Linked DNA regions of Mus musculus: regions 2, 3, 4, 5, 6 and 7 are each linked to region 1. The links are chromatin contacts, called in public ChIA-PET, Hi-C, HiChIP or PLAC-seq and promoter capture Hi-C maps. All regions are on one chromosome and are shown on one strand. The core of a region is the stretch at or near the end of the contact, and the rest is flanking DNA. Distances in the headings are between cores, read along the strand shown.

What was found. Promoter capture Hi-C pulls out the DNA fragments that hold promoters and counts their contacts. Hi-C and Micro-C count contacts between places; a contact is called where the count stands out from the background. ChIA-PET counts read pairs in DNA pulled down with a chosen protein or histone mark. HiChIP or PLAC-seq counts read pairs in DNA pulled down with a chosen protein or histone mark.
Region 2: a promoter capture Hi-C map of liver shows a contact between it and region 1, with 4 times the contacts expected there. The contact joins the promoter of Pld2 here to the promoter of Trp53 in region 1. A contact is called at or near these places in 3 of 39 promoter capture datasets (liver and pre-B cells).
Region 3: a promoter capture Hi-C map of liver shows a contact between it and region 1, with 5 times the contacts expected there. The contact joins the promoter of Med11 here to the promoter of Trp53 in region 1. A contact is called at or near these places in 1 of 39 promoter capture datasets (liver) and 1 of 115 datasets of contacts at active chromatin or transcription factors (pancreatic cancer cells).
Region 4: an RNA polymerase II ChIA-PET map of memory CD8 T cells shows a contact between it and region 1, with 9 read pairs. The contact joins the promoter of Arrb2 here to the promoter of Trp53 in region 1. A contact is called at or near these places in 2 of 115 datasets of contacts at active chromatin or transcription factors (memory CD8 T cells and microglia).
Region 5: a promoter capture Hi-C map of pre-B cells shows a contact between it and region 1, with 4 times the contacts expected there. The contact joins the promoter of Rpl26 here to the promoter of Trp53 in region 1. A contact is called at or near these places in 3 of 39 promoter capture datasets (the C10 cell line, liver and pre-B cells), 1 of 115 datasets of contacts at active chromatin or transcription factors (memory CD8 T cells) and 1 of 9 other capture datasets (pancreatic islet).
Region 6: an H3K27ac HiChIP or PLAC-seq map of large pre-B cells shows a contact between it and region 1, with 2.1 times the contacts expected there. The contact joins the promoter of Slc16a11 here to the promoter of Trp53 in region 1. A contact is called at or near these places in 2 of 39 promoter capture datasets (liver and pre-B cells) and 3 of 115 datasets of contacts at active chromatin or transcription factors (large pre-B cells, microglia and pancreatic cancer cells).
Region 7: a Hi-C map of regulatory T cells shows a contact between it and region 1, with 7 times the contacts expected there. The contact joins the promoter of Ctc1 here to the promoter of Trp53 in region 1. A contact is called at or near these places in 2 of 39 promoter capture datasets (the C10 cell line and pre-B cells), 1 of 484 Hi-C or Micro-C datasets (regulatory T cells) and 1 of 9 other capture datasets (adipose tissue).

Annotation. Positions count from the first base shown.
Region 1 is chr11:69,578,573-69,582,411 of GRCm38.p6, forward strand. It overlaps Trp53 (transformation related protein 53), which reads left to right and starts at 1,787. Exons shown (of 11, transcript NM_011640.3): 1 at 1,787-1,943. It overlaps Wrap53 (WD repeat containing, antisense to Trp53), which reads right to left and starts at 677. Exons shown (of 10, transcript NM_144824.3): 1 at 98-677. The coding sequence starts at 480.
Region 2 is chr11:70,538,056-70,541,894 of GRCm38.p6, forward strand. It overlaps Pld2 (phospholipase D2), which reads left to right and starts at 2,217. Exons shown (of 25, transcript NM_008876.3): 1 at 2,217-2,559; 2 at 2,790-2,899; 3 at 3,008-3,138; 4 at 3,242-3,384; 5 at 3,760-3,839. The coding sequence starts at 2,791.
Region 3 is chr11:70,450,271-70,454,109 of GRCm38.p6, forward strand. It overlaps Med11 (mediator complex subunit 11), which reads left to right and starts at 1,648. Exons shown (of 3, transcript NM_025397.3): 1 at 1,648-1,793; 2 at 1,938-2,068; 3 at 2,832-3,462. The coding sequence starts at 1,709. The coding sequence ends at 2,969.
Region 4 is chr11:70,430,992-70,434,830 of GRCm38.p6, forward strand. It overlaps Arrb2 (arrestin, beta 2), which reads left to right and starts at 1,589. Exons shown (of 15, transcript NM_145429.5): 1 at 1,589-1,762. The coding sequence starts at 1,740.
Region 5 is chr11:68,899,827-68,903,665 of GRCm38.p6, forward strand. It overlaps Rpl26 (ribosomal protein L26), which reads left to right and starts at 1,740. Exons shown (of 4, transcript NM_009080.2): 1 at 1,740-1,798; 2 at 2,444-2,616; 3 at 3,353-3,493. The coding sequence starts at 2,449.
Region 6 is chr11:70,211,965-70,215,803 of GRCm38.p6, forward strand. Slc16a11 (solute carrier family 16 (monocarboxylic acid transporters), member 11) reads left to right here and starts at 1,946. Exons shown (of 5, transcript NM_153081.3): 1 at 1,946-2,300; 2 at 2,538-2,748; 3 at 2,991-3,134; 4 at 3,320-3,839. The coding sequence starts at 2,547.
Region 7 is chr11:69,014,189-69,018,027 of GRCm38.p6, forward strand. It overlaps Ctc1 (CTS telomere maintenance complex component 1), which reads left to right and starts at 1,723. Exons shown (of 23, transcript NM_001013256.2): 1 at 1,723-1,977. The coding sequence starts at 1,945.

The DNA.
Region 1 (3,839 bases), core at 537-3,036:
CGTGGGTCGTCAGAGCAAAATGGAAATAAAATGGTGCTGAGGACCGGTGGCTGTCGTTCTCACAGGTCCAGGCTCCTCAGATTCCAGTGTCACTTACGTGTCCCCCTCATCCACTTCAGCGCGTTCCTCAGACACACCTTCCGTGGCTTCTCCTGACTCCAACTCGGGGAGATTCGTTTCTTCTCCGGGAAGACTCGCATGTTCAGAAACATCTTGCTCCTCGATTCCAGGACTCAACTCACTGGAAGTATTAAATTCTACTTCCAGAGGTACAGAGTCCCCTTGTTGAAGCTCCTGGGACACAACCAAGCTAGCCACGGGATCTGTGGCTAGCTGGGGTTGGTCATCACCACCGCATGGCGGAGGCACCGGTTCAAAGTCTGTATTTTTCTCCGCTGGGGAACCTTGGGGTACCGGAGCTGGGGCCAGGTCAGGAGGGAGGCTATCCGGAGCTAAGAGTCGCTCCTCCGACGTCTTCATTCTGTAGAGTAAGCCCCCGGAAGGCAGAGGTCGGGCAAGTCTCGCTGAGCCGGCTACCAGCTGCCGAGGCTAGAGTGCATTACCGTTCCCAGGGATGCTCAGAGACCGGAGTCCGCTTTCCTCTTCCGGAAAATGTAAGCCGAACCTAAAGCAATCACCAGGGAACGAGTGTCCAAAGCCAAGCGCCTAGGGTCGCTAGGCGCCGCCAGGGCTTCTTGCTCTCGCGGGAGTCGGGCCACCTTCCGATAGGCTCTCCGCATCCTCCTCCGATTCCGAGCGGGAAGGCGGGAAGGAACGACTTTGCCTACACCTCAAGCGCTGGAGAATTCCTAGAGGTTTCTGGGAGTTGTAGTCTGAACTCTGGGCCTTGGCGAAAACTACACGAGCGCCCCCTACCGTCCCCTGGGGGTAATTCTTAAAGCGCCTATCCTCCCTGGCCTGCAGAGGGCGCATAATTTCTACAGTTTTTGCCCCTCTTGACTATCTTGTTTTGAATCCCGTAACCTCAGGTTTCCTTTCTCCCCATCTCTCCCCCCTTCTTGTTCCTCTCTTTCCCTTTCTCCCCCGCCCTCCCTTCATTCATTCGACATTTATTATCAAGTTCTTACTGCCTAACCCAGGACTATACAAGGCATTGGGAAAAAAATAGCAATGTTTTCTAGTTCTTAATCTCCATAAAGTTTTCGTTGCTGTGCAATTAAAGGCTGTGAAAACAGTCTTTACAGAGAGTGATAAGGACTGTACAGGAAATTAAACACGGTGGTGCGATACCAAGTATCTCGGAGAACACGTTAGATTGAGATACTATGAAAAGCCTTTCTAAAGTGACATTTTAGCTAATGAGGGGAAAAAGAACTTAGGGGCCCGTGTTGGTTCATCCCTGTACTTGGAAGGCCTAAAGCAGGAAGACGGCCGCGAATTCCAGGCCAGCCTTGGCTACAAAGACTCTGTCTTAAAAATCCAAAAAGATGGCTATGACTATCTAGCTGGATAGGAAAGAGCACAGAGCTCAGAACAGTGGCGGTCCACTTACGATAAAAACTTAATTCTTTCCACTCTTTATACTTGACACAGAGGCAGGAGTCCTCCGAATCGGTTTCCACCCATTTTGCCCTCACAGCTCTATATCTTAGACGACTTTTCACAAAGCGTTCCTGCTGAGGGCAACATCTCAGGGAGAATCCTGACTCTGCAAGTCCCCGCCTCCATTTCTTGCCCTCAACCCACGGAAGGACTTGCCCTTACTTGTTATGGCGACTATCCAGCTTTGTGCCAGGAGTCTCGCGGGGGTTGCTGGGATTGGGACTTTCCCCTCCCACGTGCTCACCCTGGCTAAAGTTCTGTAGCTTCAGTTCATTGGGACCATCCTGGCTGTAGGTAGCGACTACAGTTAGGGGGCACCTAGCATTCAGGCCCTCATCCTCCTCCTTCCCAGCAGGGTGTCACGCTTCTCCGAAGACTGGGTAAGTAATTGATGAGCGTGACGAGACCTCTCGGTCACTGGCTCTCTCCGTTTGCATCCATAAAACTAGAGAAAACCGTGGGGTTTGGGGGTGGGGCAGTGGGGGGACTCAGCGCGATGGAGATGGGCGGAATGGAAGCTTGGCGGGCGGGATGAACGGGAGTGTATATGTCAGATGCTGTAGTGAGGGTAGCTGATGATGATGATGTTAGGACCGACGAGCCTCACTGTCATGCACCTGCAAAGTAGAGCATATAGGGACCACTGAGATGGCCTAAGGGGTTTTCTCTCCGCTACGCGTTGTACACACTTATCTGCCCGCTGCTAGGTGATGGAAGCTCCGGAAATAACATGCACAAAGCACCAGGATTTAAGATTTTTCGAGATTCATAGCTTAAGACTTAAGACCCCCCATAGCATCCTAATGAAACCCTGGGTTCCGTTCCTGGATGAGATCGGGGTGATCCGGGGAGCCTTAGCTGCTAAGGTCCCGCAACTTCCGGACCTTTGTCCCTGGAGTGATTTCTTTTTTTTTCCAGCCGCTTCTCGACCCTGCTAGATGAAGAAAATCCAAGAAAAGCCTGAAGCACTAGCGGTGCTAGCCAGAAGTATTTGCCCTCGGGGCCCGACTCAGCCTCTTGGTCTGAAAGGCCCGCCGGCCCTGTTATTGTTTGGCTCCTTTACGTTTCTGCCGCTTGCAGGAGCATTTCCGGTTTCTTGTTTTCGGAGCAGATCACTGCTCGCCCGGCGACGGGGGAGTAGCGAAAGGGGAGAAATGGATTCTAGGCTGGTTCTGTGGTTTGAGGAGGAAAACTGCTGTCCTCGACATCTTATTTTTCTGGATTACTTGGTTATTGCTTTTGCAAAGGAGGAGGTGTTTATTTAAAAGAGTGCGCCGATAGGTCGTTTCTTCCTGCCGGAAAAGCAAATTACCGAGTATCCGGTTTTAGGGTGAGCCATTCCCTTGCTTAACGCATTCCGCGCGTCCTGAAAGCGGAAGGGGCGGGCTTGGGCCCCGGGCGCCCGGCGGTCCTAAGTGCAGTCAGCCCGCACCATCCGGTTCTTCCCAGCGGGAGGTGGCGGGACTCTGCCTGGGCGTGGGCTATGCCTGTCCCCGCCACTTCAATTTTTAGAACAGGTCATTTCATTACAGTTTCTTATCGCGCACCAGACATCGTGCGTGCCTTTTTTTCTTTTGTAAAAATACTATTTCCACACTGCACTTGGATCGGGAAGTAAATTTTTTTGTCCATCTGAAGATTTAGTTTCGGTCTAAAGAATAAATGATAGGTAGACCGGGAGGCGGGGGGACTTTGTTTTCGTGGCTTCAGCTGTAAAGCCGTAAGGAAGACTAGATCCTCCAGTTCATTGAGAAAGTATACAAATGACTTCACTTAAACTTTGACGCGCGAAGGGAACCCTAGCTGTGAAGGTTAGACTGGACAGCCACAGCGGTCCAGGGATGCCTTCTTATGCAAATAGCCTCCCTGCTCTTGCAATCTCTTTGACTGGATTTAGTGAAGGACTCTCTTGTGAATGTTAAAAGATCCCAACCCGAAGTCAAAAGGAGGTGCCCCTAGGCCCCATCTTGTTTACAAATGTAGATATATGTAAATTGGTTTTTTTGTTTTTTTTTTTTTTACATAAAGACAACTTTGGAAGATATTTACCCTGCTCTTCCAGTTTCTCTTCTCTGAATAATTTACTGCAGAGGGGTTTGGGAATGTCTGGGATGGGTAGTATATGCACTTAAATTATGCTTAAATCATCTGTAGCTTACATATGACCCTGCACTGTAAATGTTATTCAAATAAATGTTACCGTGTTGACTGAAAAAAGGAGCCAGGCTGGACTGGGACCGGGTGCTGCAAGCCTTTAACCCCAAAGCTAGGGAGGC
Region 2 (3,839 bases), core at 967-3,466, 960 kb after region 1:
TCACACTGTCCTCTTGCCTCCACAGGTATTAGGCATGCACATGGCACACATACACACATGCAGGCAAAGTACTCATGCACATACAAAGGAAACAAAACAAAACAAAAAAGAAAAAAAAATCCACCTGCTTTTGCCTCCCAAATACTGAGATTGAAGGCATGAATGACTACTGCCCAACTGGATTTTTTTTTTAACTTAAAAAAATACTTTGTGTGTGTATGTAGGGTCTAGAGGAAAAGACAGCAGATCTCTTGTGAGTTTGAGACCAGCCTTATCTATATATAGTGATTTCAAGACCAGCCAGGACTACATAGGGCAGTGGATCTCAACCTTCCTAATGCTGTGACCCTTTAATACAATTCCTCATGTTGTAGTGAGCCCCAACCATAAAAGTATTTTCATTGATATTTTATAACTGTAATTTTGCTACTGTTATGAATTGTAATGTAAATATCTGATATGCAGGATATCTGCAGGCTGAAAAACCACTGACATAGAGGTATCCTATCTAATATATAGATATGCACATATGTATTAAGGTTTTTAATTAGGAAAAGATGAACAGATACTTTATCAAGATACTTAAGCATATGTGTAATGGTTTGTATATCCTCAGCCCTGGGAGTGTCACTATTAGAAGGTGTGGCCCTGTTGGAGTAGGTGTGTCACTGTGGGTGTGGGCTATAAGACCCTCATCCTAGCTGCCTGGAAGCCAGTATTCTGCTAGCAGCCTTCAGATGAAGATGTAGAACTCTCAGCTCCTCCTGTACCATGCCTGCCTGGGATGCTGCCATGATCCGGCCTTGATGATAATGAACCTCAGAACCTGTAAGCCAGCCCCAATTAAATGTTGTCCTTATGAGGGTTGCCTTTCATGGTGTCTGTTCACAGCAGTAAAACCCTAACTAAGACAATAGGAAATACAGTTAACGCTGTTAATATTCAGAGATGTACAATTAAGACTGCAGTGGTAAACCTTTCAGACCACTCTAATGGATAACAGGAAGGATCTATGGAATTGAATGTGCACCGTGCTATGGAGCAGCTACAACAGAAGTACCATACACTGGTTTTTAGAAATATAAAATAGAAGAGCCATTTTGGAAAGTTTTTGTATTTAATTGTTTTCTCTATTTTGGCTTTGTGTGTATAAATGTTTTGTGTGTGCAGTGGCCACAGAGGCAAGAAGAGAACATCAGATCCCCTGGGGACTGCTTGGTGAGCAGCCATGTGGGTGCTAGGAATCAGACTCAGGTCCTCAGCTCATGCACAGAGCCATCTCTCCAGCCCCGGGGTTTGTTTTTTCAGCAGTGTTTTGCTGTGTAGCCTCAGCTGGTCTCAATGCCCAAGCTTCACAATACTCTCTCCAATTCTCTGTGCTGCTGAGCTACAAACTGCCAAGCCCAGACCTCGACAGCAAACAGTAAGTTAAACATACACTTATATGACCCAGTAGTTCCACTCTAGTTGTTTACAGAAGAGGAATTAAAATAATAAGTCCACAAAAATGACTGGCACATAAATGTTTATTGGAGGTTCATTTCCAGTGAACAAAACCTAAAACAATTCAAATGATGATTCAGCGGAAATTTGGAAGGGAAAAAAAGGACAGCCTTTAGGATCTGGGGAAAAAAAGTTTTTTCCAGACTGAAATTTACAGGCGATTAGGTTCCAGGTTCCGAAATTGGTCTGTTATTGTCGCTCAGTGTCGGGCTAATCACTCCTGCGTTAAAAGAGCGTTTCAAGAATGAAGAATGCGATTTCTCATACAGCAACGAACTTGGCAGTCACTCGGCTTTTTATGCTCTTATTACCTTCCATCAACAAAGGCTATCTGTACCGGGCCCACCAAGGGGACATCTGCAGGTCCTCGCAACCCAGGCCGTTCTGCCCGGATTCCAGGCAGTGCTGGGGACCAGACTACCCAATGGCCGCGCGCGCGCGCGCGCGCAGTAGAGGAATGTGCACTACGTGGATCGCACACTGGGGGGTGCTGGACATAGCCAGCAGGTGCCCCGAGGGCAGCTGGAGGAAGAAGACAGCCCTGGGGAGTGGGCGGCCTCCGGAGTGGGCGGCCCGGGCCCGGGCGTCTCTAACGCAGGGCGGGCAGAGGACGGCGGGGGCGGGACCCAGTCGACGCGACAGTCGTGGAGGTGAGCCCTGGGGGCCTTCCCGCCCCCCGAGGGCAGGCTCTGAACCCCGGCCCCGCCCCGGCCCTCTGGGGTGTAGGCTCCTGGCTGAGTTCTGCCTGCTTGCGAACCCGCACGGGCGCCGGGGTCCGCATCCAGGGTGCGGGGGCCCGGGACGTGGCGCGGCTGAGGTCCGGAGCCCCGGGAACCGGGCGGGGACGCTGTCGGGCTGGAGCTGCAACGGCCTTCTGACTCAGCCGCTCGTCCAGATTTCGGGATCTCTCTCCTGGGCGGGGAGCGCGCAACTTCCTCATTCCCGCCCGGACCCTTGCTTCCAGCCAGTCTGACCTGACTTCGAGCCTCGCTGTCACCAGGGCTCCTCCCTTGGACTTAACCTCGCCCCAGTTCGAGGCCATCCCACCTTAGCTAGGTGCTTTTTTGGACCTGAATTTGGAATGAGAAGCGGGGCTGAGAGGCTCTGGTTGAAGGCTGGGGGAGGGAATGGAGGTTGCAGGGGTGGGTGTTAGAGGGGCGTCGGTCTACAACCCTAGACGTTGAGAGTCACTGAGTAAGACGGGAGAGGACCGACCGGGGGCGTTGGATGGGGAAGGGGTGTTTCTGTAGGGCGAGTCCCTTCCTGAGGCTTCCTCATATTCCTAGGATGACTGTAACCCAGAAGAACCTCTTTCCCTATGGGGACTATCTGAACTCCAGCCAGTTGCACATGGAGCCAGATGAGGTTGACACTCTGAGGGAAGGAGAGGATCCAGGTATAGAGGGAGATGGCTCCCAGAGAGGGGAGATAGGGATCTGAGGCCTCCTGAGATCTTTACACCCTTGGGTTGTTTTGTTTTTGTTTTGCTTTTTTCCCCTCCCAGCTGATCGAATGCATCCCTATCTGGCCATCTATGACCTTCAGCCTCTGAAAGCACACCCCTTGGTGTTCGCCCCTGGGGTCCCTGTTATAGCCCAGGTGGTGGGCACCGAAAGATACACCAGCGGATCCAAGGTCAGTCACCAGCGGATACCAGGGAAGGCGAGAGAGGGAGTCCTGGCCCAAGTGGAGGCCTGGGTTGGGCCAGAAGACATATTTTAGATTTTCATATCCCCAGGTGGGAACCTGTACTCTATATTCTGTTCGCTTGACGCATGGTGACTTTACCTGGACAACCAAGAAGAAGTTCCGACACTTTCAGGAGCTGCATCGGGACCTCCAGAGACACAAAGTCTTGATGAGTCTGCTCCCTTTGGCTCGGTGAGTAGAACTCGGTTGCTTCCCGTGAAAGGCAGGTACTTCTCACCCCATGGCAGCCTCACTCACTCCTGTCTGTCTGACTCTTATCCCCTGGGCATTTTCCTTCCTCAGCTCTGTGCCGTGCCCCCTCCCTTGTCCCTGGTTCCCAGGAAACTTTCCCTGCTTGGATCTCCTCCATAGTACTGTGCCAATATTTTAGCCAGGCTGGATGCCCAGAATTGTCCTTAGCAACCCCCTCCTCCCAGTTGTCTCCATTCCCAGGACAGAGACCCTTTCTTTCTTCTGCCTTTCTTCTTTCTTTCTTTCTTCTGCTAGCCTTTCTTCCTCCAAGGCCCCGTCTCCAGCTCCTTCTTGAGTCTTCTCTCATCTCTGTAGCTTTGCTGTGACCCATTCTCCAGCCCGAGAGGCAGCCGCCGAGGATATACCCTCCCTACCCCGAGGAGGTTCTGAGGGCT
Region 3 (3,839 bases), core at 398-2,897, 870 kb after region 1:
TGTTCCAGCTTCATGTCAGCCCTGAGCACCAATCACATTCCATTCACTCCACATACACAGAACTCCTCACTGGACCTCAACCATACCAGGCTCCTTCACAGCCCCATCTCTTAGAGAATACTAGCTCCCTTTTCCACAACAACCTTTCATCCATCACAACAGCCCTTTAGAATTCAGTTCAAGAACCACTTCCAGGGCTGGAGAGATGGCTCAGTGGTTAAGAGCAATGGCTGCCCTTTCAGAGGAACCTGTTCAATTCCCAGCAACCACACAGTACCTCAAAACTGCCTACAGCTCCAGTTCTAAACAATCCAATGTCCTCTCTAACCTCCATGAGCAATGCATGCACATCACTCACAGACACACATACAGATACAAAATACCCTTACTCACCAAATTAAATAAATAAATCTTGGTGGGCAGTGGTGATGCACACCTTTAATCCCAGTACTCAGGAGACAGAGGCAGGCGGATCTTGGTGAGTTCGAGGACAGCCTGACCTACAGAGCAAGTTCCAAGACAACCAGGGCTACAAAGAGAAACCTTGTCTCAAAAAAACCAAATAAAATAAAATAAGCTAACAAACACCATTGAGTGAGAGAACATTTCATTTATCTCTATATCCATAGAGCCTAGCACACCTAATTGATAATCAAAGACAGAAAGGTCGAGGGAAGGAACCAGGACATGAGAATGAGCTGGGCTCAGGATCAGGAAGAAGCCTTAGGCACGGAGAATGTCATGCTTTCCTTGGGAGAGGTTGGCCACCAAAGAGCCCATGACTACCCAGTATGGAGGAACCCACTTGAACTCCCACTGTCATCACCTGGCCCAGGGCCAATGCTTAATAATAAATTCTTATAAATTCAGTAAGTCAGACAGTTAACTAAATCAGAGAGGTCTGAGTGGCTTTGGGCCACAGGGCTGTTTCAGTGGTGGCTCATATCTTTAATCCCAGTATTTAGGGAGGCAGAGGCAGTGATACTCAATTTGTGGGGAAGGGGGTGAGGGGAAGACTAGTGCCCAAGTCATGTCTGGCCACCCTTCTTTAATAAGCCAATTAAAAATGGAAAGTTAAAAAAGGAGACGTATCCAATGTGGCCACATTGGGAAGAGTGACAAAGAGATCCGGCAAGCCCCCTCAAGTCAGTCTTCAGGGTGCTAACGCAACATCAAAGTTTAAATAGAGCAAGGTTGTGCACATCTAAGTACCCCACCCCCACCCGCACCCCCACCCTCAGTCAAGGTGTGTGGTCACACCCATCACTGACTATTCATTATCTGGGCTTCAGTCTCATCCTGTAAAGTGGTCTGACAAGTTGTTAGAACTGTGTAAAATCTCTTTCTGGAAGACAAGTTCTGATAGTCAAGACTGAAGAGATACAAGTATCTCTTTAAACTATCTTCATTTTTGACAGACCTATTACACCAGAGGATCTCTATGAGTTCCAGGCCAACTTGGTCTAAACTGAGATCCTGTCAGAAAACAAGTCAATAACCGCCTCTTTCCACCCCTGTCTGGCCTGGCATTAGCGCCCTGGCAGTCAGACTAGACCAGGTAGACTCGGAAGGGCGAGGCCGCGCTGAGCATCCTGGGAATTGTAGTGTTCGCTGCAGTGGCCTCTGCGCAGGCGCACATTAACAGGCATTTCCGGGCTGTGGCGCCACACCTCGCAAAAGACGGCCTGTGGGGCTTTCCACTGGAACGATGGCTACCTACAGTCTGGCGAACGAGCGGCTGCGCGCCCTGGAGGATATCGAGCGTGAAATCGGCGCCATCCTCCAGAACGCAGGTTCGGGAAGCGAGGGGCAGACGGCAAGGGGTGAAGACCAGCCCGGGACTCTGCGTGCAGTTGGGGCGGGACCTGAATGCTAGCCTTAGGGCGGGGCTGAGTCTGAAGCCTGGGTCTGACATCGCCCTCTCCCCGCCCTGGCAGGAACGGCGATCCTGGAACTGTCCAAGGAAAAGACTAACGAGCGGCTCCTCGACCGGCAGGCGGCAGCCTTCACCACTTCTGTGCAGCACGTGGAGGCAGAGCTATCCGCTCAAATCCGCTACCTCACTCAGGTGGGTGTGTCTAGAAGGTGCTGGGCGGGGACCCCAGCTCTGAACCAACGCCCTAGCCTTGGGGATTCCCTGAGCTTTAGCTAGGTAAGACTGCCTCTTACGCGATAGGTACTTTCATTTCAGGGCTGGTTTAGTCCTCTAAAAGGAAAGGATTAAAAATGTCTAGGGTGTATAAACAATACCCTAGGCATACCAGCTGGCACAGGCCGGTATTCTGAGCTACTTAAGTGCCTGAGGCTGGAAGATCACAAGTTCAAAACTTGTCTGGGCAATTCAGACCCAGTAGGTCAGAAAGAGAGTTGGAGCTCTGTGTTAGAGCACTTACCTACCATAAAGAGGCCCAGGTACTGAAATAAATAAATAAAAATAAATAAATAAATAAATACTGAAGCTACCGAACGTTGTTCCCAGAAACTTGTGAGGCCATATTTGCTTGGGGACTAAGAAGACAGACATCGCTAAGAGGCTTCCAGAGTCTTTACTCCAGCTGCTACTGTTTACTGACATCTGTGGTGTGCTGGGCATATCCTAAAACTCTAGGAAGTATTCGCTGTGGTCCCTATTTCATAGATGAGGTTCACACAGTGGTTAAGCTTTTTCTTTTTTTTTTTTTTTTGTTGTTGTTGTTGTTGCCTTAGAACACTGAGTTACCAGTCAACTAATGTAGATCAAACTTGGGAAAGATGTGAGACCAGAGAAATAATACTGCCCGGTTGTGGGTGGTAAAGAGAGGCAGTACCCCATTGATTGATCTGACTTGTAGGTGGCCACAGGGCAGCCGCATGAGGGCTCCAGCTACTCTTCCAGGAAGGACTGTCAAATGGCTCTAAAGCGAGTAGACTACGCCCGCCTCAAGATTAGTGATGTGGCGAGAACCTGTGAGCAGATGCTGGAGAACTGAGTTCGGATGATCCAGAGTGTGCCCTGCACCAGAGACCGTAGGATGGGGAGCAGTGCATCATACACGTGCCCTACTGGTCAGGGCAGACGAGGACCACAAGGCAGAAAGGAGAACTGAAGAATCCAAAGCCCCAGTGTACACACATCTCTTCTGACTCTTCCAGCAAGACGGCCCTGTTTTCCACTATGCAAGATCAGACAGAGGTCAGAGGTCAACTCCCAACCCACTTCCTCATGTGCACCCTGCCCTGGAGTTTCAGAAGACTTGGCCCAATAAAAATAAATGTGTTCTTATAAGCACACACAGTGGCTCACACCTGTAGGCCCGGTACTTGGGAAGTAGAGGTGGGAAGATTGCTGTAGTTTGAGACCAACCTGGGCTAAGTACATAGAGGGACCCTCCTTCAAAAGGGGAAGTTATGTTCCTCATTGGAAGAAACAAAACAGGAACTAAGTGTTTTAATAATAAAAGCTGTATTTTTTTATAAAGCTAAGAGTCTCTCTCTCGCTCTCTCTCTCATATGTATGAGGCTCCAAGAGACTGAGGACTCGAGTCCTGTCTACACAGCATCAGCCCAGTCTATATAGCATCAGCGTGGCGGCTGTGAGGAGGGGAGTGAGAAAGCCCAGGCTTCAGTGTGGGGTTGGAGAACAGCTGATGGAGTCTCAAGAGAGACTTATGGCCAGGGGGCACCATCAGCAGTTCTGAAGGGACAAAGACCCAGAGTCTGCAGAAGTCACTAATTCTAAAAAAACATTTGCCAAGATTTATTTTATGTGTATGAACAATGGTTTTGTTATTGTATGTATATGTGTACCACGTATATAAATGGTGTCTGTGGAGGTCAGAGGGGGTTGTCAAGTCCCCAGG
Region 4 (3,839 bases), core at 339-2,838, 850 kb after region 1:
GTAACACATTGTAACAATGAAAGAGCAGACTTAAAATGTGACAATAGAACGGGGGAGGGGTAAGCAGGTGTTAAACAAGGTCTATGTTTAAAAATTAAAGATGATCTGAGATTTTTTTTTCTCGTGTACATTGTTTTTCAAATGGAGAAAAGTGGAGAGAGAGGCATGAAGGTATTCCACTGAGGGGAAATGGGTAAGAGTAGAAGGAAGAGACCGAAGAGGAGAAAAACCTGTCTCTGTCAGTCACCCTTTTCACCCTCTGCCAAACCCAGTCAATGTTGCCCCAGCAACGAACCTCTAATATGGCCCCTCTGTTCCCCCTCCACTCCCTGTTCATCGTTTTCCCTTGACTAGCTTATCTTCTAGCGGTCTTGCTATGCTCTGTGTTACCGGAAAAGAGAAATCCCATCTCGACATTCCTCTGGTGAAAAACAAAATCCAATCAAATCATTGCTGGGCTGCGATTAAAGACAGAGCTTAGTGGTGAGTCCTTACCAAGCATGCGTGAGGCCTTAGCAGAAAATTACATTACATTAAATTAGATAAACACTACAGATCCTCAGGCTCTTTCTTTCACCTGCTATACAAAGCCTTCCGCAGTCTCTTCCTTCCACAGTCTGCAGCTCTCTGCCTCCTGCCATCTAACCCACAAGCACTCGTCTATAAAGAATGTCCTTTCCCCACTTCTGCCCATCCTTCAGAATGTCTGTCCTCAAATTTCCCATCCAATGGAGTGAGTGACTGCACTCCCTCCTCCCCCACGCTGGCCAAGCAAAGGCTTTTGGGCTTTTAGTTGCTTGATGTTCTGAGTCATACCTCTATTATAGCATTCCTGGGAGCATAATATAATACCTGTTCCTATGTCTCAAAGATCCCAGGAAAGTTAGGCCATGATAATTCATGTTTGGTCCCGATGGCTTGGCACAATGACTAACACGAAATGGAGAGGGAGGGAAGGATGAAGAAAATAAGAGATGGATGGAGTGGGTGAATGATAGCTAGGATAGACAGTCGAGATGACAAGGTCTGAAAAATGTTTTAATGTTTGACCCTGCACAAAAAAAAAAAAAAAAAAAAAAAAAAAAAAAAAAATCAAAGACGATACACCAGGGGGAGCTGAAGACCACAAGAACGCGGGAAAGGCAGGCCAAACGAGGCTGCAAGCTCAGGGATGAGCAGCGCGTCCCAAAGCAAGCATCATCACGCAACTGATACGGTGCATCCACGTGGGCAGCCCTTGGCCCTCAGAACTAGACAGCACTTGAGCTCATTCCCACCGCCCCCTCGATCCCGTCCCTCCTCCACTACAGTGAAAGCAAACAAAGGGGAGGTATCCCTGCAGGGCTACGGATACCAACGGCCAATCAGCTGCTTCTAATCTCCTCGAAGGCGGCCGCCTGCTTTTAAAGGGGCCCAATCTAGTTCTAAAAGCTTGAGGAGGGGCGGGGAGATCGGGAGTAGGGACGGCGCGGGGAGGCTTCCCCGAGGGAAACGGAGGGCGGAGGCGTGGGGCGGAGCCAGCTCGAGGAGGGCGGGCTGCGCCGCGGCGCGCGGGATCCGGCTGACGCAGCTGGCCCCGGCTCCCCGAGACCCAGACCGCGAGGGGAGGGGAAGGAGGAGAAAGAGTGAGGACGCGCGTGCGCAGTGGCGCGGGGAGGAGCGGGGACCTGGCAGCAGGCGAGGAGGCTGCGAGCGAGCCGCGAACCCGGCGGGCGGAGGGCGGCGAGCGCGCGCGCACCATGGGAGAAAAACCCGGGACCAGGTAAGGGAGGTGGGGCCGTGCCGCGGGGCATGGGCGGCTGCTCGTGGGGTGTGCCAGGTTGATCCACAGACAAGGACACCGGGGAAGAAACCCCGGGGCCGGACGCCTGGGTCCCTAGAGGGTAGCGGTCCGGGGCCGCAAGCCTTGGTCCTTGAGATATTGGAGTGGAGCGTGCGTGCTAGGGCTCCTGCAAAAAGCAAGACCTGATGGGGATCGGGAAACCCACGCCTGGGTTCTCGCAGAGATGTAGGAGTCGGACTACTGGGTTCTCTGTGCAGGCTGTGATGCAAGGGCGGAGGAAGGAGGAGCAGGTGGCCGGCCCCGAGGGGTTGTGTGCTGGGAGACTGGATGCTGGGAAGGGATTCCCCTAGACTCGTGCCCAACCAATGGAAAGCCTCCTGCCCAATACCCCACAGTCTGATTGCTCCCACCTGTCCCAAGGGCCCGATAGCTCTGCTACCAAACTTCTGCCTTCTAGGTTGCTAGGAGCAACAGCTTCTTCTTGAGAGAGAAGAGTGTGTAGGGACCCTCGCTGAAATTGGACTGTATTCCTCTCCTGGGGGTGGAGGGGAGAGGTAGTATCTCCCCTGGACACACATCCTCTCCCCGGATGTTCTCTGTGCAATCGAAGCTCCTTCCTTCCACTGATACCAGAGTTCTCTTTTTTGGTCTATAGCAAAATCCACTTCCTGTTGTGACCCAACACCCCCAAGAGGACATGGGGTGAATGCTTGAGTTCCAAAGGAGCAAGAGCTAAAGAATAGGTAGGGGCTATGTGCCTCAAGCCGGAGAGGACCAAGAATAAGGGCCTGATTATGAGCAGTGACTTCTGCAAAACATGGGATCAACCCCACCACTCCCACTGCCCTTAGAGTATGAGAAAGTAGGCATCTCAGCATTAAGAAGACCAATATCTGAGAGAGATGTCCACAGGGAAGACTGACCTCCTGGATTTGAGGTTAAACACCCCAGAGAAAGGGGAAGTCACTTACTTGGGGGGAGGCCCCCAAATTTCCGTTGTGTACTTCAGGGAGGGGGTAGATGGTCCAGAGAAAGACTGCTGACTTGGCATAATTCCCTACCATCTCATCAAATTCTGGGCCACAGGAAATGGAGAGAATGGCAGGAAGTGCTAAGAGGCATCTGCTTTAGCTGCACCCCCCCCCCCAAGCTGGGTACCTCCCTGGTCATTCCCTTACTCTGCCTCCTTGGCCAGCCTCAGTATGTGCCCACTGCCCGCTCCCTAACCAGGCAAGAGGTGGCTGGGGAAGATGTAGAGAGCAGATGCTCTGTAGTTACCCCAGGGCAATTGCCTGAGACACACTGGTTATGGCTGTCACAGGCTCTGTCAGGGCTCCCATTGGGGGAAAATACAGGGCAGGAAGAAACCAGAGGTAGAAGAGCTAGCCAGCCTAGGTGATGTCTGAGCTGTCAGCCCTAATTGGGACAGAAATTAGAGTGATTGTTCTAACTGCCACCATGTCCCAATGTGCCTTATTACTTGGGGATACGTAGGGGCGCCCTATGTATATGCCATATGACCCTAAGTATGACCCTGTGATGTATGGACAGCTTGGCTTTTGGGGAGGAAGAGACAAGTGGTTTTCTGAGCAGACATTTACATGGTGCTTGAAGGGAGGATGGAACACGGGGCATTATTCAGTGTGTTACCTGGGGTCCTTTCCCAGGAATTGCCCCTGGGGCAGCATGCCTCACAGGGGGCAGAATGACACTTGGAAGAATAAGCCACCGAGTAGCCAGAGCCCTGGGGTCACTAGACAGTTTCCTACTAATGCTCCCAGCAGCGGGTGGAGTCTAGGCTTAGGTTGTTGCAGTACCCGTGTAAAAAAATCCCCTTTGACTTGACAAACTGTGACAGGCAAGCGCCGCCACTATGTAGTGGTTGAGAACAGGGTCTTGAAGCCAAGGTACCTTCCTTAAGTTTATATCCGAGTCCCACCCTGTACATTCTCTGTGACCTTTGACAGAATTCTTGTTCGATGTAAAACAGGGATGTTTCAGTCTCAGCCATTGGGCTATAAGAGCAATAGATGCAGTTGGAACAGAGCAGCCCCCC
Region 5 (3,839 bases), core at 490-2,989, 680 kb before region 1:
CTCTTACAGAATATTTGACAACACACTATTTTAAAATCATGAATACTGATGACTCTATTTTGAACCCTCAAAGGTATGATTTCTCGCTCTTCAACTTGACAGTTTGTAGGAACTGTCATATCGAGTTTCCCAAGACAGGATTTCTCTGTGTAGCTCTGATATCGAGTCATATCGTTTCTAGGGGGACCCGGAGAGCCAGCCTCATAGGTTCTAAACTTCTCTAGAAGTCATAGGTCCTGTGTCCCTTTGCACCTTCCTGTCACTGCTCCGTACCTCAGTTATCCACTCTGTAAACTGAGGACAGTACACCTGCATCAGCCTAAAGACGTTAGTGATGTGAAAGGGTATAGAAGAGTGTGTCCTGCCTAGTGTTCCGTAAGCTCCCTGTATCTTAAGACAGTATGTGCCTCCTGTTAGCATGACGGCTATATTATCTACAGAAACCGATGCCTCCGAACCCATTTGCAGAGAATCGGATCCCCTTGACCTACCTCCATCAGATCTGGAACCGAGAACTCTCAGGAGGGGGTTGAGGTCATAGTTTTAAAGGGTACACCTGTCTGCGATGAGAGTGTCCCCCCACCCCGTGTCTCTTTCTTTTCTTTCTTCCTTTCTTTCTTTCTTTCTTTCTTTCTCTCTCTCTCTCTTTCTCTCTTTCTCTCTTTCTTTCTCTCTCTCTCTCTCTTTCTCTCTTTCTCTCTTTCTCTCTTTCTTTCTTTCTTTCTTTCTTTCTTCCGTTCTTTCTTTCTTCCGTTCTTTTTCTCTTTTCATGTTTTCAGTTTTTCGAGACAGGGTTTCTCTGTGTAGCCTTGGCTGTCCTGGAACTCACTCTGTAGACCAGGCTGGCCTCGAACTCAGATATCCGCCTGCCTCGCCTCCCAAGTACTGAGATTAAAGGCAGGCGCCACCAATGCCGGCTTTTCCTTTTTTTTTTTTTTAAATTGGATATTTTCTTTATTTACATTTCAAATGTTTTCCCCTTTCCAGGTCTCCCCTTCGGAACTCCCCTATCCCATCCCCTCTGTCCTTACCTCCCCCACCCATCCACCCACTCCCGTCTTCCCGCCCTGGCATTCCCCTACACTGGGGCATGGAACACCCTCAGGCCCAAGGGCCGCCCCTCTCACTAATGTCCAACAAGGTCATCCTCTGCCCCGTTTGTGACCGGAGCCTGTAATCTTTTGTTGGTGGTCCAGTCCCCGGGAGCTCCGGGGGATCTGGCCTCGGGTCTGTTTGTTTAAGTGTGATTTGAACCGGCAACTTGGCATCATCAGGGGGCCAAGACCTATTTCCGTCCAGGTGAGGGATGGTCTCAATTTCGCAGAAGGACCCAGAGTAGTCTACCCAGATGTGGGGGCGGCCGGCTGGGGCTAATTATAAGAACTAACTCCTATGGGTCAAGTCACCGAGGTAACCGTCTGGCCAAGGTCCCAGAGCCACTCGGCGCCTAAAAGTAGGTCTTGCGCTTCGCCCGGAGCCCAGGAATGAAAGGGTGAGGTCCCCCAGGTCCTCTCACGCCGGCCTACCGTCCCTAAGCAACCCTCTTCATCCCAGGAGCACTGCCTTCCCCAGAGGACTAAGCCTACCACGCACACCTCCGAGGGATGACGTCAGGACCCCTCGCAGTCCCCCTCCGAGCCGCTAGATGTCGCTAAACTCCCATTCCTAGTTTCTTCTTTTCTCCCAACCTCCTCTCCCCTTTCGCTCCGAGACTCTCGCGAGATCTCGCGGCAACTTACAGAACCGGAAGTCGCGTGTAGTTCTCTTTCCTTTTGCGGCCATCGGTGGATCGCAGCCGGTGAGTTCTCGGCGGGTTGTCGCTGGTAATCCGCAGCCATCCGCGGCGAGGCGAGGAGGCTTTTCTGTCCCGAGGCCCCGAGACGGCCTTGCTGGCCCGGCATCAGCCAGGGAGCCGAACTGGGGCGGGCTCGGTCCGTGTCTTTCCTAGCCAGGGCCCGCGGGGCTGGAGAGGGTTAAGGGGACCAGGTTCGTGGACTCGAAGGCCGGCGGGGCCCATGGAGATGGAGTTAAATAATCATAAGCCCCGGGTCAGCCGTGCGGTTGCCCTCTCGCCAGTTGGGAGGGCTTGGAGATCCGCCCTTGCTTCCATGCTCAAGTGGGGGGCAAAATGCAGAGCACCAGAAGCGGTAAATGAGAAGGTAAAGACCGACGCTGTGTAGGACCCTCCCGGGATGCTGAAGTTGGAAAGTCAAGTTTAAAAGTAGGATAGGTGTTACTAATGGCAGAGTCTTCATCTTGTTTTCAGTCTTTAAAGACGAAAAAACCCTCAGATGGGAAGGTCTGGAGTAACCGAGCATGATACCTTCCAGTGAACGTTGTGTGCTTTCAGAGTGGAGTTGATGCTGTTTAGGGAACTGGTTGAGACTTGAAACGTTAAAGGGTCTTCTGGTTTTTGTTTTTGTTTTTTTTGTTTGTTTTTAAGCCAAAATGAAGTTCAATCCCTTCGTGACTTCTGACCGAAGCAAGAACCGCAAACGGCATTTCAATGCGCCCTCTCACATTCGGAGGAAGATCATGTCTTCCCCTCTTTCCAAAGAGCTGAGACAGAAGTATAACGTTCGGTCTATGCCCATTCGGAAGGATGACGAAGTTCAGGTATGTGTCCTTGCTTGGCGAGGCGAAGCTGAATGGAATTTTACGATTATTTGGGGGGCGCGGGGGGGGGTGAGAAAACCTGCATTTGATGTATGAAAGGGTTGCTTTGCATCAAAAGAACTGGAAAGCAGTGTGCTTTTTGGTCCTGCCTCAGCGGTTTGCTAATGTCTTTGTGTGGGGTTCTATTAGCTCTATTGGGGAGAGATTATCTGTAGCTGTAATTTATAGCTAGTGATTGGTAAGTTCTGGAAGTCTTTAAAAGAACGCAGGGTGGGTTTCTTTGTGTAGGTAGCCCTTGGCTGACCTGGAAAAGAGATAAGATAGAGCCCTAGGATAAAGGGTGTGCACTTCGAGACTGGCACATCTTAACACTTTTTAAGAATACTTAATAAAATGAAACACTTCTTTGGGAGGATCGACATGGGTTGAAAACAGCTATAGGATGGCAACAGTCTTGATTTGTCTGTTATTTAGAAAGCCTTTCTTTGCTATAGGTGATTGGCCTGGTTTGTTTCCAGTCTGTGAAGATGAAAAGGTTGGGGATTTAGCTCACTGTTCACATAGTGCTTACCTTGTATATACAGGTCCTGGATTTGAGTCCCAGTAACCCCATTCCCACCCCAAAAAGGGGACGTGTGGGTCTGCTGGAGGTGCACAGTGTATGAATGATTCGGCAGTTCTGGTTCTCTGGGTTACACTCTAGCCCTTGCTCAGTTTTTTTTTCACTTGCACTCAGGTTGTTCGCGGACACTACAAAGGCCAGCAGATTGGCAAGGTGGTCCAAGTGTACAGGAAGAAGTACGTCATCTACATCGAACGAGTCCAGCGAGAGAAGGCTAATGGCACAACCGTCCATGTGGGCATCCACCCCAGCAAGGTGGGTGTTTTTGAAGGAGGAAACCACTAGCTTTGGTGCTTGATTGCTGTTTACATGGCACCTGCAAGTGGCCCCTGTGATCAGTGAGGCCATTGATAACACCATTATGAAGTGGGCTTAAGGTATTGGCAGTAAAAAGCAACCTGGAGCTGAGGTTGTGATCCCATAAACTGATTATATAAGCCAAAGTAGAACATCCCATAATACATATACCTGTCCTATATATACTTTTCATGTCAGTTATTCCAAATTTGTGATTGGATTGTTTAATGTGCACAGCAACCACTTAAGGGGGTTCTCAGACTTAAATTAGTGCTAAAAATGTAATTTTCAAACTGCAGAAAAC
Region 6 (3,839 bases), core at 696-3,195, 630 kb after region 1:
AGCCTGGGCTTCAGGAGCCTCATCCTTCCCACCCCCACCCCCCAAAAAAGAAAACTCCATTTAATGTTTCAAAAAGCATTCATACTTTATAACCCATGTGATTCTAAAAAAAAACTCACAGGATTGGTGTGGTTCCTTGACCTTGAGTTTACTAACTTGGTTTTGAGTCTGAAGTGGCCACTTGGCAAAGGGAGGCAGTGCTGTAGATAGAGCCTTGTCCAGTTGCCCTGGGCTACGGTGGTGCCCGTGAGGGCTGTTACGGATCCTATTCAGACACTGCTCTAAGTCTCTTACTTTCACATGCATACGCCATGACGAATTTAATCCTTACAACAACCCTATCAGGTAACTGTTATTATAACCATTTGAAAAACAAGGAAGCAGATCCTCGTTTGCACTCAGATAGCGAAGCGAGAGTCAAGCTTAGTAAGTCTTCTTGGGGTTCTAGGTAGGGGGTCCACTTTTCCAATGTTCATTAACTCCATGGACAACACACATTGGCTCTGGCTATGAGCATGAGGAAGACGAGGAACATGCCCTTTCACAACCAATCACCCTAGGCTCCGGATTTTGCATTCTGCCAAAGTACACAGCATTATTTGGTACAACCCAGAAATAGTCTCCTCTCTGGCTGTATTTCTATTTCATCACGGAGAGAGCCATTCCTTTGGGCTGGCCGGGTTCCACTTACAGAGAGCAGACTTCTTACTGGCCTTCTCAAGAAACCAGCCAGCTGTTCCCTGCCTCCTTGGTGGCTGAGTACCTGCAGGCGCCACCACTCCGGTGGCTTTCACAGACAGCTCCTGGCTGGTGAATGCAGTGAGGCCACTTTCCTAAGGTGTCTGTGGCAGGGCCTCACACCTTCATGGTCTTCTGTTCTAGGACATTTCAGCAGAAAAACCATTTATGTGAAAACCCAGAACTGAGAAAAGGGTAGACTTACTGAGGAGGGAGGACGCTGATTCCCTGGGGTGGGAGTGTGGGATGGGAAGGTAGCCTGGCTCTCCTTTAATGGTTGTGAGGCCTTCCCCAAACACAGTGATGTGCTTCTGAAAGTCTGTCTACTCTCTTTAGTCTTCCAGTTTCACGACTTCTCAGCTACGTTTCTTCCCTTTCTAGGCTGATACTTTCTCATCAATTAGGAAACACCGCCATCCCGTGGCTACGGGTTGATATAAGCTCCAACCTGCAAATCGCTGAAATTTCAATGGCATTGTTTAATGATTAAACCAAATGAATCAAATGGCGGAAGTAAAGCAATAGTGACTGCTAAAGAAGGTTGCTCGTTAAAATCTTCAAGAAAAACACCTGGGTTTATTTCTCTGAATTCTTCCTTAAAAAAAAAAAAATCTTGCCCAAGCCTTTCAGCTATTCCCAGCCACCCTCACACTGTGGCTCTGCATGAATTCTGTCCTTTCCACTACAGTTCACATCAATCTGTCTCTCCAAGCTCTTTCCCTCAACTGTCCCCAATCTCTGTGTCACTCCTAGGTCTGTTCTCCCTGTATCCTCCCACGATAGTATAAACCTAAGTTCAATTTTTTTTTTTTTTTTAGCTGAACGCTTTGGGGTGGGTTAGGGGTCAGCTATTACATTTGTAAAATGGGGATAGTGCCATCTTCATAGGGATATTGTAAGGATGAAATGGCCAAGTATGTAAAGACTGCCTGGAACATCACAGGTCTTGGTACCGAGAACTCGCCTTCCTTTCTAGTGAGGGCATGCTGGTGTTGTCCATTGGAGGCCAGTGATTTGAGTGATTTGATGTTGGAGCTTTACAGGATCCTCAACAACAAATCCGAGAATCCAAGAACTCATTTAGGTTTTGGAGACCACTGCTATTTTCATGCGTGGGCAGTTGGCCGGGCGAAGAGTGCAACCGGGCTCTTCTTGCGTGCGCAGCAGGTGCGTGGGTGTGAGCCCCGCGGCGTGAGAGGCGCGGGGAGAGGCGGGGCGCGGCCACCAGGTACGCTCACTCCTCGCGGTTCCCCAACCAGGGCTGGGGCTCGTGTGTGGATAATTCAATCCTCGTGGGACTCGGCGTCAGGCCTTAGCCAGGCCTGGGTGGATTGGCTGTCTCTCTTTCCCCCGCCCTCGGTATTCACCCCCACCCCCACCCCGTGTCCCAGGTGGCTTGGGCCCCTGTGGTGATCTCTGTTTACTGGAGAGAGCGGTCCAAGTTGGGCTCCATCTCTGTGCTGGCTAGCTGCTCCGCAGAACCCTTTCTGCGGAAAGCGCGGAGAAAATCCGGCCGAACCCACCTTCGCCCTTTCCCTACCCCCAACGCCGGGAGAGGTCGGGTAAGAGAAAGAGGGTTTGGGAAGGATGAGCCCCTGGCCTGGGGGATCCTGCTGCCCCTCCATCCCAGGACCTCACGCGCACCTAGGACTTCTATCCCTAGGCCTGGTTCCCGCGCCCATGCTCCGGGCGACGTGCCCTCCCTGGGCGAGCAGCCCGAGGCTGGATCTCAGGGACGTCAGCTCCCTAGCGGAGGCCCAGGCGTGGAGACTTCATTCACAGGTGTTTCCCCACCCCAGCAGACGGCGATGACCCCCAAGCCGGCCGGACCCCCGGACGGGGGCTGGGGCTGGGTGGTGGCGGCCGCAGCATTCGCCGTGAACGGGCTCTCCTACGGGCTCTTACGCTCCCTGGGCCTTGCCCTCCCCGACCTCGCGGAGCACTTTGAACGAAGCGCCCAGGACACTGCGTGGGTCAGCGCCCTGGCCTTGGCCGTGCAGCAGGCAGCCAGTGAGGGGGGCCCCCCGAGGTGGGAGGCGGGCACCGGGTGGAGAGGCCGTGGATGTAGTGATGGGAGACAGCAGACTTGATTACCAGACAACCTGAGAGTTACTGGTGGAACCAAATTCTAGAAGAGTGGGTCTTGAGGTCAATGGGAGGAGTTACCAGGCCAGGCAAAACAGCCAATGAGAAATGTTTCGGATAGTTTGGGGGTCCCGGGGCATGTCTTCGTTGACTCCGCCCCCTTCTAGGCCCAGTGGGCAGCGCCCTGAGCACTCGCTGGGGGGCACGCCCCGTGGTGATGGTTGGGGGAGTCCTAACCTCGCTTGGCTTGGTCTTCTCGGCTTTCGCCCGAAGCCTCCTGCACCTCTACCTCGGCCTGGGCCTCCTCGCTGGTAAGAAGAGTGGGGTGGCTGTATGTTTAAGGGGTGATAATGGGGACAGGAACTTCTTATAGGATAGGGGACTGTACAAGGCGGTGTGTGTGTGTGTGTCCGCGTGAGCGTGCAGAGGAGAAGAGGGGCTAAAGAATGTTTGCAAAGCCATGCCTGTACCCTCATCCTGTCCTATCCATTTGCAGGCTCTGGCTGGGCCCTGGTGTTTGCCCCAGCCCTGGGTACCCTCTCTCGGTACTTCTCCCGCCGTCGGGTCTTGGCGGTAGGGTTGGCGCTCACCGGTAATGGGGCATCCTCGCTGCTCCTGGCACCTGCCTTGCAGTTCCTCCTTGATACTTTCGGCTGGCGGGGTGCCTTGCTCCTCCTTGGCGCTGTCACCCTTCACCTCACACCCTGTGGCGCCTTGCTAAGACCTTTAGCTCTCTCTGGTGACCCGCTGGCCCCACCTCGCACCCCCCTAGCTGCCCTTGGCCTAGGTCTGTTCAAGCGCCGGGCCTTTTCAGTCTTTGCTTTGGGCACCGCCTTGATCGGGGGCGGATACTTCGTCCCCTACGTTCATTTGGGTCCGCATGCTTTAGATCAAGGCATGGGTGGTTATGGGGCAGCGTTAGTGGTGGCTGTCGCTGCAGTGGGAGATGCCTGTGCCCGATTGGCCAGCGGATGGCTGGCAGACCAGGGCTGGGTGCCCCTTCCGAGGCTTCTGGT
Region 7 (3,839 bases), core at 473-2,972, 560 kb before region 1:
GTCATTGACTAGGTAGCTCCATTTTGCTTTTAAGTAGACACTGGGTGTTTATTTATCATTTTCTTTTTTCCTTCCTTATGAAGTTGAGTCTTTCCTCCCTTCAGTAAATTTGAATGTCAGGATCAACAGGCCTGCTTGAAGAATGTCTTAAAAGAAACTAATAAAACCCCTTAAACAGAGACTCTCTTGTGCTACAAAATCTTTAGTTGAGACACGGCTACTAGGGTGGGGCTTTTGCCCCAACTTCTCTTTCATCACCACAGTGCATATTTCATGACAGAAGGAGTTGTTTGCATCAAAAGTGAAGCTGAATGAAGGGATACAGTAATTTGCAGGTGTAATACTTTGTTGTTTTTCTTTTGTTTGTTTGTTTCCAAACAGGGTTTCTCTGTATAGCCCTGGATGTCCTGGGACTCACTCTGTAGACCAGGCTGGCCTGGAACTCAGAAATCCACCTGCCTCTGCCTCTGCCTCTGCTGGGGTTAAAGACATGCGCCACTACTGACTGGCTACTTTGTTGGTTGTTTTTTTTTTTTTTTTTTTTAATGTAACCCTGGCTGCTTTAAACTCAGGAAGATTCTCCTGCCTCCTGAATGCTGGGATTACTGCACTGCCACATGGTTCCTTTTCTATCTTGCTTTTTATGTGTTTGAGTGTTTTGCTTGCATGAATGTATGTGTACCACGTGTGCAGTTACTCAAAAGGTAGCGCCAGAGCCGGGCCACCTTTAATCCCAATACTCGGGAGGCAGAGGCAGGTGGATTTCTGAGTTCGAGGCCAGCCTGGTCTACAAAGTGAGTTCCAGGACAGCCAGGGCAATAGAGAGACCCTGTCTCGAAAGACAAAAAAACAAAACAAAACAAAACAAAACAACAACAACAACAACAAAGGTAGCGCCAGGTCTCCTGGAACTGGAATGCCAGACAATCTCCTCGCTTTGCTTTTTCTTCCTTTCTTCTTCCTTTCTTCCTTCCTTTCTTTCTTCCTTCCTTCCTTCCTTCCTTCCTTCCTTCCTTCCTTCCTTTCTTTCTTTCTTTCTTTCTTTCTTTCTTTCTTCTCCATATATTTTGCCTGTTTTCCCGTCAATCTCCTTGCCTCAGAACAAGAGGGTTTTTGTTTTGTTTTCTTCAATGAATATACCCCGATCCTATGTGCCTGCCACATAGATGAATTCTGTTTCCTCCGCCAGTACTGAGCTCTTGATTGCCTGACTGACTGAATTAGGAAAAGCAAAGGCTTTCATGAATTGAGTCACATATGGCCACCAAATTCTTTAGCAAAAATTAGTTCTAGACATTAGAGTAAAAAACAAATTTAAAAAGACTTGCTAAATGCAGCAGTGGCTTAAGTCCACTGCACATATCACATATGCTAATGGTGTCCCGTGGCTCCCTTTTTTGTCCTCACTTCGTAGTTCTGGCTGGCCTGAAATTCACTATGAAGAGCAGGTTAGGCTGAAACTCAAAACTCGCAGAGATCCCCCTGCCTCTGCACCCGGATTGCTGGGATTAAAGGCACATGCGATATCCCATCTAGTCTGTGGCTACTTTTAAATTGCACATCTCTGCTTGACAAGATCAGGGAGACTGAAAATTTTAGGTGTTATGAGCCAAGTGACTGTGCGCTCGAGCGGTCTCCCGCCCGCCCCACCCCACGTGAAACACTAGGATCCGGACGCGCCGTCACTATAGAAGGAAAACAGGCCAGATCTGGTGACGCACATCTGTAATTCCCGCCTTTAGGAGTCAGAAGCGGAAGGGTCGCTGCAAATTTAAGGCCAGTAGGCTCCTTACGGCAAGTTCACCGCAAAAGGTCCCTGACGCCCCAGTACCCTGGTGGATGCAGAGGGAAGAGGCAGTGCTGCTCCCTGACGTCACAGGTTCCCTCCCGTGAGCACTTGCGCCCGGAGTTCGCGCGTTCTTCAGGGTAGGGGTTTGGCTCATCATGGCTGCTTGCCGAGCACAACCACCTACCTCCGTGAGTGCTGTTTGTGTGATTCTCGTGGGTTTTTTGTTTTGTTTTCCCTTCTTGTCCTGAATTTCTTTTCTTCCTATACTCCTTCCATCCATTGCCCATGGTCTTGGCCTGGGGAGCGGAGGCTTTTCCGGCCCTTTGTTCCAGGGTCGACCTAGCCTGGAATACGTCTCCGCCCACTGTCGAAGGTTTACGCTCTGTGGGAGATTAGCCTTGCTGGTTGTTGTGGTTACAGGGGCCCTCTGATTTAGCTGGTTTGGGAAAGGAGAAACGCCCCAGTCCTTGGATGGGTACCCCGGTTAGCTAAGCGGGAAAGCATCAGAAAACGGTACTAGGCAGCAGAAGCCATTTTGCTAAGCAAGAGTTAAAGCAAATATCGTTTGAAAAGCTAAATGCCATTGGGTGGAGGTGGAGGGGTCAGAAGGAATAGTGAACTGTCTTGACTTGCTAAGCAACAACTTCTTGGTAGTTGTTAGTGGTCTTTTTATGACAGCGTCACGTTAACATCACCTGGTGCTTGCTATGTAATTCACTGGGCTAGCCTCTACATGTCTCGCACTTGGTGGCCCTTTTTGGACAAAGGAGTGGTTGTTTGAGATTTGGGTCTTACTTTACTGAAGTGTACTGTGGACGGTTGAGCTGAAAGACCATGGTTGAAAACAGAGTCTATGGTATCTTCTTCCACTACAGCAGTGTTAGTGTTGGGGTACCAGAGGTAAAGAGAAGGCCAAGCATGGTGGTTTACACCTTTAATCCCAGCACTGAGAGGCAGACAGATCTCTTGTGAGTTCGAGGCCAGTCTACATAGTGAGTTCCATGACAGCCAGCGCTATGATGAGAAACCCTGTCTTGAAGAACAAACAAACCCAAAGGAGTAAGACATTAGAATTTAAAGGGGTGGATATTGTAAATGACAGGGAGCCAGTTAAGGAGTAGCCAAGGATTCAAGCTAGCTGGCTGATCAGTGAACATGGCTTTAGTGCTGGAGTGGTTTTAAAGAGGACATTTGTGCTGCAGTGCTGGGCAGAGTGATGAGACCAGCTCTCAGGAGAGAGAACTCTCAGCTAAAGGAGAGATCCTTGAGCAACAGTCCTCTTTTAAAGGTCGTTCGTTCAAGGTAGACGATGCAGTCGGGTGTGGTGGTCCAAGCCTTTAATCCCAGCAGTTGGGAGGCACAGGCAGGCAGGCCTGGTGTATATAGCAAGTTACAGGGTAGCAAGACTCCATGGTGAAACCCTGTTTTAAAAACAACAACCACCACAGCAAACGTAGGCAATTCAAGTATTTGAGGGTATAGTGTTAGGCTTACATTATACAAAATGAATCTTGGGGTTATCCAAAATACAGACCTGTTTCATTTGATTCGGTAAATGTCCTTAGTTTCCCTTTTCCCCTCGAACAACCAACGGCAAAAGCCAAAGTCTTCCCTATGTAACTGAGTCTTCCCTCAAAATATACTGTGTAAGTAGGGCATGGTGGCGCACGCCTTTAATCCCAGCACTCGGGAGGCAGAGGCAGCGGATTTCTGAGTTCAAGGCCAGCCTGGTCTACACAGTGAGTTCCAGGACAGCCAGGGCTACACAGAGAAACCACCCTGTTTCAAAAAAAAAAAAAAAGTGACATCTGCCTCCCCCCAAATTTGATTTCACTTTGAGGTGGTGTCACTACTTTGAGAAAGGTTGTCAAGTAATGGGCAGGGCATGAGAGGACTAACAACCAAAACCAAGCAAACCTGAATGAAAACAATGTACTTCTAGCCTTTGATTATGTCAATGAAGTATTATCTGGGTAGTGGATTGGTCCACTGTCCAAAACTCTGAGAGTGAATGCAAAGAGAGAGTGTTTGTCCTAGGTTTAAGTCAGTA